Regions from separate parts of the Mus musculus genome. Here region 1 is linked to region 2. Evidence: chromatin contacts called from public Micro-C data. All regions are on one chromosome and are shown on one strand. Each heading gives the region's core, a stretch centred on a gene start, on an enhancer-like site or on the middle of the called end of the contact. The rest is flanking DNA. Distances are from core to core; before and after follow the strand shown. Region 1 overlaps Cfdp1 (craniofacial development protein 1). Region 2 holds the start of Znrf1 (zinc and ring finger 1).

Region 1 (2,700 bases), core at 156-2,655, 250 kb after region 2:
GAGGCTTAGTGGTGTGCGCCCACAGTTCAGGGCTTAGGATGCTGAGGTGAGCGAGGAGCAGCTTTACCCATCTATAAAGGCAGCCAGCTTGAGGCAGCCTAAACTGTAGTATCCTCAGAAAAAAACATGAAAAACCTAGATGTCAACATAAGATAAATTTAAAATTCATAGGCATCTCTAAGGCTGAGGTCATGTTTAAATGTCAGGACACGAGGTGGTCTCCCTCAGTGCGGAAACAATCCCTTCAGTTCCATACCACAGACACCTCATTTAAAACAGGCCAGCCTGCCCCTTATTAGGAACAGGAGGCACACTAACCGCATGGCACTGCATGAAACACATATGACCTAACTCAAATACACTTTGCAGACATTTCCCCAAATCTTTGCTAGACTCCCCCAACCCCCCCTTACCCTCCCCCTCTCTCTTTTTTTCTTCCTTCCTTCCTTCCTTCCTTCCTTCCTTCCTTCCTTTCTTTTTCTTCCTTCCTTCCTTTTCTTTTCTTTCTTTCTTTTTTTTTTGGAGACAGGGCTTCTCTGTGTAGCCTTGACTGTCCTGGAACTTGCTCTGTAGGCCAGGTTGCTCTTGAGCTCACAGAAATCACCCGGTTCTGCATCCAGAGGGCTTGGATTTAAGGTGTGAACTACTACCACACAGTCCTTTTATTAGACGAGGAAGTGCCTGGCCCTCCTCCTATGGGGGCCCAACTCTGAAATCCCTTTTGCCAGCACCTACAACATGCCTTGCTTACTCATTGCTACTAGAGTAGTGAATATATTTGAGAAGCCACAATCCTGCTAAAACCTAGTTGAAAACTGTAATGTAGTTCACCTCAACCTATCCTTCTACCTCCCAGGGCAGCTCCCAGGTCTCCTCAGAAAGCCAAAAGTTCCATCAACAGCTTTTGCTTTGTCATGCCATCCCTGCTAATCCTGAATTTAAGGGATCCCCGAGAAGCAAAGATCTATTATGCAAGTGACTCCAGGAAGGTAGTTGGGATTCCAAGGCACTCAGCTAAGGAAATGCAAAGGATTTGAAACAAAGAAATAATCTCATGGAATTTGGTTCTGGCGGAGAAAACTCTTCCTCTCCCTCACTGCCCTTTTTCTCTCCCTTCCCCTTTGTCGGATGCAGGAACGGTTTTCATAGATGATAGCTACAGTCAGGCCATCTGTAAACCACAACATTGCTTCTTTAATGAATGGAAGATAGTTTACTCATTGCATCAGTGACCCCCTCCCCCAAATTCCCATCTTTAAAGCAAGAGAAAATGATTAAACACAGCCTCTGACCAATCATTAGATGTTAAAGCAGCTTTCTCTTATACAAATTAGATGGTTCTCTGAGGCTCTGTTACAAATCCTATGCCCTGAATGATGGTTCCATTTGCATCTAGACACCTCAGGGCATCTGCTTTAGTATTCATGGTCATCTCCAAAGGTGTTGACAATCACAGGCTGTCACTGGCTGGCAGGTCTTGAAACAAAGCTAGCAGACCCACCAGACAACTAAGTCAACTAAGAGGCTGCTATAAAAATTCAAGTGTGATTAGCCCTGCAGTGGCAGCACATGCCTTGTGGATCTCTGAGTTCAAGGCCAGTCTGGTCTACAGAGCAAGCTCCAGGACAGCCAGGGCTACACAGAGAAACCCTGTCTTGCAAACAAACAAAAAAGCAAAAAGGAGAACAGAGCATTCAGTTTTCCAGTTGTCCCCATGAACCTGTCACCTGCTCTGGGAACGTGGCATCATACCCCCTTAGTGAGTGGGGCTCTCATGGCTTCTCACTACAAAGCTTCAGTGCACCTAGAAGGTGACTATGGCTGCTTCCCTTTCCTGGGGGCCAGTGGTTCTGTGCTACCTGCTTTCCCTGGCACCATGAGGCTGGGTAGTAACTCCGCGAGGATCACCTGGGCGAGCGCCATCGATGGATGTTCTCACAGTCCAGACAGGAAAAAGCCTGAGCATGGCCACTGACACAGTGATCTGAATGACACAGCTAAACATGGGCACTCATGAAAACCAGAACCCAACCCAAACGTAGCTTCGATAACTCTGAACAAAGTTCTCCCGGGAATAAAAATGATGGCAAGCATCCAAATATAAACTACTATCCTTATGCTATGAAGCCATGGCAGGAAATCTGATGACCAGCCAATTCCTTTTGTTTTGTTTTTTTTAAGATGTATTTATTTTATATATGTGAGTACACTGTTGCAGAGTTCAGATGCATCAGATCCCACTACAGGTGGTTGTGAGCCACCATGTGGTTGCTGGGATTTGAACGCAGGACCTCTGGAAGAACAGTCAGTGCTCTTAACCACTGAGCCATCTCCCCAGCCTCCAGCCATTCTTATTCTCAGAGAATACTTTAGAGTCCACCCACTTAGGGCATACAATTCAATGTGATTTTTTTGGGAGAGTAGATGGGAGAGAGGTTCAAGATGTGGTGTACCTACGTAGCCCCAGTTGTCCTCGAACTCAGAGATCTGTCTGCCTTCCAAGTACTGGGATTAAAGGAGTGCACCACCGTGGTCAGTACAATGCTTTTTTTGGGTGGGGTGGAGTGGGAGTGGGGAGGGGTCTGAGACAGTGCTGCCTTTAATCCCAGCTCTTGGGAGGCAGAGGCAGGAGGATTTCTGAGTTGGAGGCCAGCTTGGTCTACAGAGTGAGTTCCAGACAGCTAGGGCTACACAGAGAAA
Region 2 (2,700 bases), core at 175-2,674:
CGAGACAGGGTTTCTCTGTATAGCCTTGGCTGTCCTGGAACTCACTCTGTAGACCAGGCTGGCCTCGAACTCAGAAATCCTCCTGTCTCTGCCTCCCAAGTGCTGGGATTAAAGGCATAGGCCACCACTGCCCAGCTTGTTCGAAGCTTTTAGCTCACCCCCAGCACTCTGTGCTTGCAAACAACCATCTTTCTGTGGCCTTCCAGGCTAGTCACACTGGAAGAGACAAGTCTATTAGCCCCTTTAAATCTCCCTCCAATTCCATTTTCGGAAGCACGGAGCCCACTTGACAGAGTGACAAGAGAAGGTCAGGTTAGTGACTGGGTGATGCTTACGGTGCTCAGAGCTGAGCACTTGAAAAATTATTTGCTCAAAGAATAAGCAAAGTGAAAATATGAGAAAGACTGGGACTGACCTGGCAAGGTGAGTCTCTGTTGCAAAATGCAATTTGGTCAACAAATATTTATTGAGTACTGTGCCCTTGCCTTGTGGCTCTATGTCAAAATATGGCTCTATGTCAAAATACATGATAAACAAAACAGCAATCGGCCTTGGGCAAGGAGTTTCTAAAACAGCTTTCCCGCTGCATGGTTCTTACTTTTTTTTTTTTTTTAATCCACCTATTGATTTTGAGGATTATATTCTAGCCTAAGGAATCGATTCAGACCCAAATAGTTGGTTCTGATCTAACGACAGCAAAGTCTAGGCGCCACTGGGGCACTGTTGTATCTCCTAACAGCTAATCCCAAATGTGTTTGGGTCCAAGCTGATTCCCTCCTCCCCCCCCCCCCCCGCCCCCCATGCTAAACTTCCTAAGGTTGGCTGGGGTCCTTGGATGGAGAACCTCCAAACGAATGGACAGCATATCCACCAGAGGGTGCTGTGAGGGCAGGTCTGTGGCGGGAGGGGAGCTCCCCCAGTGACCCTTCAAACCCAGGTAGGCTTTATTAGTTGGTTTTTCTTTCTTCTCGGTGTTTCCTTCCTACCCGCTAAAACCGTCGTTACCCCTCCCCCCACTCAGGGTCTCGTTTTGAAGACATTGATTCGACTTTCGCCGCGACTCCAGCAGAGCTGTGATCCAGAGGAAGTCTGACCTCTGTCGCAGACGCCCGGCGGCTGGAGACGTCCTGTCCCTGGACCGCCCGGGGCGCAGGCGGTAGGTGGGTGGGGACCTCCAAGGCCGCAGCTCGCTGCTGCGCCGCAGGGGCCGCGAAGGGGTTAACCCGGCGGGGGGGGGGGTGCGGGAGGAGGGAGGGGGCGCGGGCCGCGCGTGCGCTCTGCCGCCCTCCATTGTCTCCACGGCGGCGAGGAGCGCCGGCGAGCGCAGCCCGGGACGGAGCGGGGCGGTGCGGCTGGCTGGCGGGGCCGGCGGCGGCTGGAGCCGGAGCGCGACGCCACGCGACCGCGGCTTCCAGAGCTCCGCCTGGCTGCCCCACCGCCGCGAGCCCTCCCGAAGCCTGGAGGAGTGAGGGCCGCCGGCGCGGGCTGAGGAGTCCTGAGACGGGGGACGCGAACGGCGCGGCGCCCGGAGCCTCCGCCGCTTCCTGCTGCGGGCGAGCGGCCTCCTCCGGCTCCTCCCTCCCTTCGCTGCGGCTCCTTAGGCTCCGGAGCCCGGGGGCGGCCTGTGGCGCGAGGCGCCGGCTCTGGACCGCGCTTCTTCGGACCTTAAGGGGAACATGCATTCGGCTTGGACAGTTTGAAATTCTTAGTTTGGGGTCCCCGCTCGCTTGCTTTTTCCACCCCGCGGATTTTTTTTGAGGATTCCCCCCCTCACCTTTTTTCATTTTTCTCCCCTCGGGGCTCTTTTGTGACTCTCCCCAACCCCAACCCTCCGCCTTTATGTTCGCCCAGACCTCCACCCGCTTCTGAGTAGTGGGGGAGGGTTTCAGCCTCCACGTTCCCGCCCCACCGGGGCCCCGGCGAACATGGGGGGCAAGCAGAGCACGGCGGCCCGCTCTCGGGGCCCCTTCCCGGGGGTCTCTACGGATGACAGCGCCGTGCCGCCGCCGGGAGGGGCGCCCCACTTTGGGCACTACCGGACGGGCGGCGGGGCGATGGGGCTGCGCAGCCGCTCGGTCAGCTCGGTGGCGGGCATGGGCATGGACCCCAGCACGGCCGGAGGGGTGCCCTTTAGTCTCTACACCCCCGCCTCCCGCGGGACCGGCGACTCCGAGAGGGCGCCGGGCGGCGGAGGGTCCACGTCGGACTCCACCTATGCCCACGGCAATGGTTACCAAGAGACCGGCGGCGGTCACCATAGAGACGGGATGCTGTACCTGGGCTCCCGAGCCTCGCTGGCGGATGCTCTACCTCTGCACATCGCACCCAGGTGGTTCAGCTCGCACAGTGGTGAGTCCGCGGGTGACGGAGGCCTTGAAGGGTGGAGTGCAAGGGAGGGCGCGCCGGGGCGCCCGAAACCTCTTAATGTGCTAAGGTATGGGTATGAAGCTAACTCCTGCCCTTCCCCTGGTTCCTTCCATGTCAGAGGATGAATAGGATCAAATAAGATAACTACTGCCTAGGGGGAAAGCTGCCTACTAGGCGTGTGGAGCCGGGTACCTTAGGACTGCAGGCATGTGTTCACTTGTGGATGGCTGAGTGAAACCTGCCTATTGAGGTCGCATTTATTAGCGTCATGATCCTCAAAGGTCTTCTTGTCTGAGACTCTTCATTTCTGCCGCTGCAGCATGGTACCTACCT

What was found. A called contact is a pair of places that touch in the nucleus more often than the background predicts.
Region 1: a contact with region 2 is called in a Micro-C map of embryonic stem cells, with 1.9 times the contacts expected there. The contact joins the enhancer-like site here to the promoter of Znrf1 in region 2. A contact is called at or near these places in 2 of 39 promoter capture datasets (the 3T3-L1 cell line and liver), 1 of 484 Hi-C or Micro-C datasets (embryonic stem cells), 2 of 115 datasets of contacts at active chromatin or transcription factors (bone marrow-derived macrophages and embryonic stem cells) and 1 of 9 other capture datasets (liver).

What each region holds. Positions count from the first base shown.
Region 1 is chr8:111,788,421-111,791,120 of GRCm38.p6, forward strand. All of the region lies in intron 5 of Cfdp1 (craniofacial development protein 1), which reads right to left. Among named protein-coding and RNA genes, the nearest start is that of Gm39252, 35 kb to the left of the region's middle. Within about 2 kb of position 1,406, at least 21 of the 459 cell types and tissues checked have an H3K27ac peak or open chromatin away from gene starts, as enhancers often do. A contact at or near this core is called in embryonic stem cells and liver, where this site is marked.
Region 2 is chr8:111,535,216-111,537,915 of GRCm38.p6, forward strand. Znrf1 (zinc and ring finger 1) reads left to right here and starts at 1,425. Exons shown (of 4, transcript NM_133206.4): 1 at 1,425-2,349. The coding sequence starts at 1,926.